Regions from separate parts of the Sus scrofa genome. Here region 2 is linked to region 1. Evidence: chromatin contacts called from public HiChIP or PLAC-seq data. All regions are on one chromosome and are shown on one strand. The core of a region is the stretch at or near the end of the contact, and the rest is flanking DNA. Distances in the headings are between cores, read along the strand shown. Region 1 overlaps CUX1 (protein CASP). Region 2 overlaps CUX1 (protein CASP).

Region 1 (3,936 bases), core at 299-2,798:
TGTTGGTGAAGCTCATGAAATAGCCTGCCTCGGGGCAGAGGGGGGCTCCCCTGGCCTCACTGAGAAGGAGGTCAGTTCGGCAGGTCTGGTGAGGCTTCGGGTTTAGTGTCTTCCGTCAGTTTGCACGTGGACGGCTAGTCGTACAGACACTGCACAGCTGGCTGCTAGACACAGCGCACCCTAGCCACCGTGCTCGAGGTGGAGCAGGCAGGAAAACTGAGGGCACAGACGCGGATGCACAATTCGCCCAACACGCAGGCGGACTCCACAGAGCCGCGAGGGCCTCCACGCCGGCTCCCGCAGCCAGACACCCCGCCCCTGGCCTCGGCATCCTTACTGATGACCGATCTCCAAAAATCACCAGGAACAGCTAAGGGGGAAAAACCCTGCCCCGTTCCCCCGCCCCCCAAAAATCCAAAAACAAAAGGAGCAATTCTGAAGCCTCCCTGCAATTCTGCGAAGCCACAGGAGGGCTATGTCGTTCCTGGTAATGGGGGGACAGCCTAGTCGGCCGGGCCGAGTGGGGCCGGAGGAGCTGGGTCAGCCCCTCCCACCTCCGGCGTGGGGAGACCAGGCCCTCTGCGCCCAGCACATCCATCCGCCACTGGTTAAGTCCCAGCCTCCTGCTTCACCTGATTCCAACCTCACGCTGCTTTATTTAATTCAAAACAGCTGATTTCAGAGGCGTTCATCTTTCATTCTAGTCCACATCATTCCAAAAGCCGACTATTAAGTAAGAGCGGTGAAAGGCCTTTCTGTGTTGAAAACATCTTTTATGTGTTGAAAGTGGATGAAAGCCATGCATTTTGACTCCTGGAAAAAAAAAAAAGCATTTCTTTTTATTTCAAGAGGTATTTCAAAACTATGACATTTATTGAATGCGGTGCCTATTCTATGCGTGGCACCGTGGGAGGTGCCGAGGCCCGAGGCAAGCACAGCCCCTGCGCAGAGAAGCTGACCCCCCTGCACAAAACAAAGACCCAGAGGACAGTCGTCCTGGGTGCGGCCAGGGCAGAAATATAGGGCAGCCCCGGAGTGCCCCAGGGGTCAGAGAAGGACAGATTCCACCCGCTGGAGGGGGTCGGAAGGGCTTCATTCAAACAGAAACAGGAACTTGAGCCGAGCAGGCCTGCAGAGGCAGAAGGGAGAGGATGGAGGAGGAGGCTGCTGGGGGGGGCGGGCAGGTCCGAACACCCAGGGGCCCGTGGGCTGCACGTGGGGGAGCCAAGGAGGCGGCAGCCCCAGAGCGAGGGGACACCAGGAGGTCAAGGAGGATGCGGAGGGGTCACAGGATTCTTCTGGCTGCAAGAAAGCAGTTTCGGTTTAAGGATGAAGAGGGAACCGGGAGAAGAGAGGTCCCTAGGCGCTTCCTCAAGCGCCCCGGCAGTGGCCCCGCGGCAGGGCCCCCCCGCCGCCCCAACGTCCCCACGCCGGAGAGGCAGTTGAAGTGGGGCCGCTTTGGAAGCCAGCGACCGCAAGGAGGAAGCGTTCCCTGGGCCTGCAGGAAACAGGTTGTGTGGCTGCGTCTGTCCGGTGGGAGAGGCCCAGCCCTGGAAGGGTTTCCAGCCAGAGGCGGTGAGGTCTGTCCGCCCGCGTCATCGCTCTGTGACGTCCCCTCCCTTTGCAGACCCAGGCGACTCCCCGACCGGCCCGTGTTTAGGGCCCTCGCTGGGGGAGTGGAGAACACTGGCTCGGACCAGCGACGACGGAGCTCAGAGAGCGCGGATGAAGACGCAGCTCCGATGAGAGGAACAAGCTGCCACGGAGCACTAACCTTCTGATGGGTGCGTATCCCAAGGACTTAAGACTGGTGGCGACTGGCACGCTTGCAGCTGACCTCGGGGGTCTCTTTACGCAGGGGGAGCACACGAAGTACCAGACTGAGCGCCGTGACTTAAATTGGGACACGCCCACTGTGCCACCTGCACACTGAGGTAAAACACTACCTCTCGCCAAGCCTCCTCTCCGTCATCCGAGGAGACCTGAGACGCTGCCGAGAAAGAATCCACAGCCCCCTAGGCGGCCCCTGGCAGGCAAGGCCACCGGGCCAGACGAAGGGGGTTCAGGATCACCGCAGAGGAATAAGGGGTTGCCGAGGAGACCGGGCTGCTGGGGCCCGGAGGGCAGAAAGGGCTTCTTAGGGAGGCAGGGGCTGAGCCGGGGGCTCCAAGGGACAGGGTCCCACCCTGCGAAAGGGGGAGAGGAGATCTGAGGCAGGAAGCGGGGCGTCCATGTGTTGGGGACGATTACAGGCGAGAGTCGAGAATAATGGGGTTGGGGGGACCAGGGCAGGAGATCAGCAGAGCCAGGCTGAGGCCGTTCTAGTCCCTGAGTGTGACAAGCCTCGGCTGAGAACGAGGTGCCACGTGGACACGAGCTGGGGCTGCCATACCTTAGTCCCCCAAGGACACCATGGTTAGGAGCTCCCATTTACAGAGCAGCACTTCACAGATTCTCCCTCTTTGTGGGCTTTTTTTTTTTTTTTTTTTTTTTTTGCCTTTTCTAGCGCCGCACCCGCAGCATATGGAGGCTCCCAGGCTAGGGGTTGAATCGGAGCTGTAGCCGCCGGCCTACACCACAGCCAGAGCCACAGCAACGCCAGATCCAAGTCACATCTGCGATCCACACCACAGCTCACGGCAATGCCGGATCCTGAACCCACTGAGCGAGGCCAGGGATCGAACCCGCAACCTCATGGTTCCTATTGGATTCGTTAACCACTGAGCCACGATGGGAACTCCCTTCTTTGTGTTTTTTAATAACCCAGTTAAGAAGGTCCCATCTTTTACCACCTAGTACCAGGCCTCAGGCTCCAAAGCCCACACACCTCCCTTCTTTCTGTCACAACCAAGGCCCCTGCACTATGAGGCCAGTGTCTGAGGCGTTTCAGGAAAAGCCTCTCTGAAGACAATTCCCAACATGTTCCTCCCAGGTCCCAGCCTGGCTGGAAGGAGCCCCCAAAAGACTGCTGTGAAAGACAAAACAGACGTGTCTCCTAGAAAACCAGTGTCGCCAGAGACGTAAAGCCTTCCCGTGTACGTTACATTTGGGATCTTGGAAATGTGTGACTTCCAGCCTCAAACTGGCAGCTTGACACCCAAGTTACCTCTGCTCCCTCGGGCACAGTAAGGTCTAGGCTTCCAGGAAGGGGGAGCAAAACAGAAGCCCACCAACGCTTAGAAGCCTTCTAGCCGCTGAACTAGGCACAGTAGCCTTAACAGACCAGAGAAAGCTCACAGCTTGGCCTCAAGACAGGCCTTCAGACTTCCAGCCTCAACCACCCCTCAGGGCAGGGAACCAGGGCCTTCTCAGGAGAAAGTGGGCACAGGCTCTGACACGTGGGGGGCTCCCCCCAGCAGAACACCTGGGCTGATCACTCACACTGAGGGCCACCAGTCGGCTGCCCGCAAGACCACCCCCCCCACCCCACCCCCCCACCCTCACCCCCACCCACACGAGCTTCCTCCATAAGCATCTTAGTGCCTTGCTCTTTGCAGAGGCAGATGATGAAATGGCACCAGACGTTTGAGGAAACTGAGACCAAAACAAAGACCGAAAAAAGGAGTAGAGACCAACCAAGAGGAGAAAGCGTAAATAAATTCAGGTCTATTCGCAAAATTGGGTTAAAAACATTGGAGAAAAGGAAGACCACATTTACTACATCACAGACAAACGTCCATTCCAGGATAAGGCCAAAAAGCAAGTTCCAGGCTGCTACCTGCAGAAGGATGACGCTGCTTCTTGATAAGGCTCAAACCCAAGCAAGAGTAAATAGTGGAGCATTTAAGCACAGGGACGTCTGTGATAAAGGCACATTATTTTAAGGCGATGACATCATAAACACAATACTGAGGACAGTAGCCAGTGTCCTGGATAGGGAGGCAGGGAAACGGGAGGGGAGGAGTGTTCAGGCCGACTCCAAACTACTGGTGACGG
Region 2 (3,986 bases), core at 382-2,881, 270 kb before region 1:
TTGCTTTATAAAAAAAAAAAAATGGAGTTTCCACTGTGGCTCAGCAAGTTAAGAACCCAATGCGTATCCATGAAGAGGAGGGTTCGGTCCCTGGCCTCGCTCAGTGAGTTAAGGATCCGGCACTGTCATGAGCTATGGTGTAGGTCCCAGATGTGGCTCAGACCTGGTGTTGCTGTGGCTGCGGCACAGGTTGGCAGCTACATCTCTGATTGGACCCCTTGCCTGGGAACCTCCATATGCCGCGGGTGCGGCCTATCAAATAAAAAATAGTAGTAATAAAAAAAAAAAGACCTCTGAACTAGGGGCTTCTAATATTTTCACTATTTCCCAAAGCTTCCACACACATACCATGTCCTCACCCATCAATGAACCTCTGCCCACACAGAGCTTTCCCCCGGGAATGTCCTTCTCCCCGACCCCTTTGCCCTTCAAGGCCCAGCTTCCCCCTTGGGGCGCCCTCAGCACTACGCCCCACCCCACCCCCCGCCATGGGCCTGAGCACATACGTACCACGTGACAGACGACAGTAAGGTGGGTTGTGCCTGATCCCAGAAACCTGTCTTTTCTGATCTTAGAACAGAGGATTCCTTTATCTGGATGAAAGTAAAATGCCCTCATGCAGGGTCCACTCAAGAAAGAGAAATGAATGGGCACTTGGTTCCTCTTGCGGCCAACTTCATAGTCAGTGAGTGGGTGCAGGAAGCTCAGCCCCAGGAAAAAAGAGCAGTGGCCCCTGCTTAGGGAGGACACATCCAGAATTCTCTTTTGTTTCTGCTGTTGTCTATGGCCATGTATAAATCAGTTATGTATATATGAATCTTTTCAGCTATTCAAAATAAATGAGGGTAAGAATATATATATATATTTTTTTATGGCTCCACCAGGGGGGATCAAACCTGTGCCACAGCAGCAGCCCAAGACACAGCAGTGACAAGGTCGGATCTTCAACCTGCTAGGCCACCAGGGTACTCCCAAGGATAATTCTTTTTAGAGAGCATCAACAGTTACTTTCCTGATTTATTTCCATGAAAGAGAAGCGGGGGAAAAAGAAAAAAGAAGAAAGAAAGAAAAACAAAACAAAGCAGATCAGACCGAGTCTAGGGCAATGAATGAAGCGTCTTGCCTGCTTGAGACGGCGCCATGGAATCTTCTGGGGGTACAGCTAAGCCCTTTCCTTTTCCTCTTAATGTGTTATCCCACTGCCCCTCCCTGACTTAGTCATTAGAATTGAGGAACTGACTGCTTATTCAAGGAAGCTGCATCAGGGTCCTATTGCTGAGTTCAAAGCGCTGAAACGGTAAACACGTCCTCCGGGTCGGTCCGTGGGTACCAAGCGGAGCCATTACGCAGGTCAAGAAGGAAAGCTGGCCTGTCCCTACTGGGGGCGGGGAGGGGGCTGCGTACGGCCACATACAGCCTGTTACCCTGTGGTCCCCGTGTCAGGGAGGGTCACACGGGACCACCCACGTTAGAGATGGACTAACAGCTGCCGCCTTCTCGAGAGGCAACTGGTGCTCTGCTGTGTGAGAACAGCGACGTGGAGCCATGGAATTCTCCATGGGCGGAGACTTGGAAGCCACAGTTCCTGCCTGACACGCTGGGAAAAAGCTGGGTACTTTATAATTAATCCGAAGAGGCCAGGCCAGCCTCTCCCTTAGTACAGCTGGCAGGGAAGCTTGTTAGCTACTGCAACGAAACACTCCCCCAGCACAAAGTCACAAGGCTGAGTCGGTGGGTGTGGGTGGCGGGTGACTCCTCTCTGCGTTCTCCCTAATGCAATGACTAAGTCGCATCCAGGAAAATTTGTTCCTTCCTCTTTCCTTCTCCCCCTTTGAGAGTCGTCTCCTGTCTCCTTTCCCTTGGGGCAAATAGATTAATCACACCAAGGAGCCATGAATAAGAAATGAGCTTTAAGGAATGAAAAGGAAAAAAAAAAATCCAATCTCAGATCATATCTATGTACCTACCTACCCACAGACACACACCCCTTCATTCCATCTCATGGTTTTCTTCCTTTTAAAAAACCCTGTCGGAATTCCCTGGTGGCTTTGCGGGTAGAGGATCCAGCTATGGCTTGAGTTCAATTCCTGCCCTGGAAGACTCCACGTACCACAGGTGCGGCCAAAAAACCAAAACCAAAACCAAAAACCAACCAACCAACCAAACGACAACAAAATCCCACAACAGCCCTGCTAACCGATAAGCAAACACTGGGGGCCACACTCGAAGAAAACCAGGCTGATGGGGCCCCTCCCTTCTTCTGAGAGCGCGCCCCCTGCGCCTGGCGTGTTGCTACAGTCAGCAGTGTGGGGCCACTAATGGATAAGAGCTGGGATGGGAGACAGACGAAAGGGAGACCCCGAAAACCGAGCCCAAAGCACCCCTGCGCCTCCGCCTTCAGACAGGCCTGCTGCATTAGGGCAAAGGCAGCCCGAGACGCCAGCTCAGAACTGCTGGTGGGAAACCGGACTACAGGGAACAGAGGAGCAGGTAACTGCTCTGAAGTCCTGTCCTTTGCAAACCGTTTTTGCTTTTTCTTTTTCTCTCTCTTCTCTTTCTTTCTTTCTCTTTCTTTCTCTCTCTCTCTCTCTTTCTTTTTTTAAAATCACTCCCCCTCTGTTCTCCTTACTCTTCATCGAGGCATCAATAGCTTCCAAAATCAGCATGGGTCACTTGCTGAAAACAGCACGGATGTCCCCCCATGTCCAAGCCCATTCACCCCAATGCTGGGATCATCAAAGGAGCATTTAGAAACGGTGACATCCTCCGGGAGGAAAAAAAACGAAGACGCACTAGACCCTGCAGCCTCTCTCTCTCCTTTACCGTAAAACCCATGGGCAAGTCTGAGATACCGATCTTAGGGAAAACGGAGATGGCGAGGGCAGCAGAGCTGGGCAGAGAGAGGCCGACAGGAATCCTCAGTGAGGAAAACATTCCCGTGTCAGCAGTTTGCTGTTTAGATGAGCGAGGCCCTCCACTCCCAGGGCACCTCATCGCCATGGTAACTACGGGCAGAGCCAGGCATGGGAGCCGCGCCATCTCTGCTCAGACCTGGGCTGTGGCCGGAGGGCGGGTCTCCCATGGCCCTTCCACCTGGGAGGCGAAACCCATGGCCAGGTCGGTTCGGTAGCCTGAAATCTCAAACGCCGAGGGCTCCCCATCAATGCTCAGCGACAGACCAGCCCAGGGTTAGAATTACCTCCCTGCAGCCATCTGGCTCCACCGTGCTGAGCTGCCCTCGGCAGAGGCCTCCTGGCGCCAAGGACAGAACATCCTTTTGGGTCTGGGGGCCTCTTGGTCACCACGGAGAGAGCAGGGAATCAGAATCCTGGAGAAATTCCAGGCCAGAGGTGTGCGAACCTGCCTTTGGGGGAGCAGTGCTGAACGCTTCCTCAGAGACGCTGATTTTTTAAGCTGCCCAAGAAGATTCTGGAGTCTTCCAGAGTCACTCATCCCAACGACTTAACCGACACTCATCATTATAAGAGAACTCTAATTCTCAAATCTAAATTCCACATACTGAAAGGCACAGCTACTTTAATTTTTAGAAACCCTCTTGAAAGGAAAACACTGGTAGTAAAGAAATTTCAAACAAGGAAAACTACCGCCCACAATCTTGCCACTATATGATCGTCTTTCTTTTCATTTTGACAGGCACTTTCTAGTCTTTCCTGATCCAGAGAAACATTTTTCGTTTAGATACCACCATCACGGTATTTTAAAAAATGTCTATTTTCCAGGAGTTCCCATCGTGGCTCAACAGAAACAAATCTGACCGATAGCCATGAGGACACAGGTTCGATCCCTGGCCACGCTTAGTGGGTTAAGGATCCGGGGTTGCTGTGGCTGTGCGGCAGGCCGGCGGCTACAGCGCCGCTTTGACCCCTAGCCTGGAAACTTCCATGTGCCATGGGTGTGGCCCTAAAAAGAAAAAAAAATCATTTTATATTTTCCTAGAAGATAAGAGATGCTTTCCTGTTTTTCCC

What was found. HiChIP or PLAC-seq counts read pairs in DNA pulled down with a chosen protein or histone mark.
Region 2: an H3K27ac HiChIP or PLAC-seq map of alveolar macrophages shows a contact between it and region 1. The contact joins two enhancer-like sites. A contact is called at or near these places in 2 of 2 datasets of contacts at active chromatin or transcription factors (alveolar macrophages and skeletal muscle).

What each region holds. Positions count from the first base shown.
Region 1 is chr3:9,343,348-9,347,283 of Sscrofa11.1, reverse strand. The region is part of intron 1 of CUX1 (protein CASP); the gene reads right to left. Among named protein-coding and RNA genes, the nearest start is that of CUX1, 28 kb to the right of the region's middle. Within about 2 kb of position 1,548, at least 40 of the 83 cell types and tissues checked have an H3K27ac peak or open chromatin away from gene starts, as enhancers often do. A contact at or near this core is called in alveolar macrophages, where this site is marked.
Region 2 is chr3:9,609,831-9,613,816 of Sscrofa11.1, reverse strand. The region is part of intron 14 of CUX1 (protein CASP); the gene reads right to left. Among named protein-coding and RNA genes, the nearest start is that of SH2B2, 59 kb to the left of the region's middle. Within about 2 kb of position 1,631, at least 10 of the 83 cell types and tissues checked have an H3K27ac peak or open chromatin away from gene starts, as enhancers often do. A contact at or near this core is called in alveolar macrophages, where this site is marked.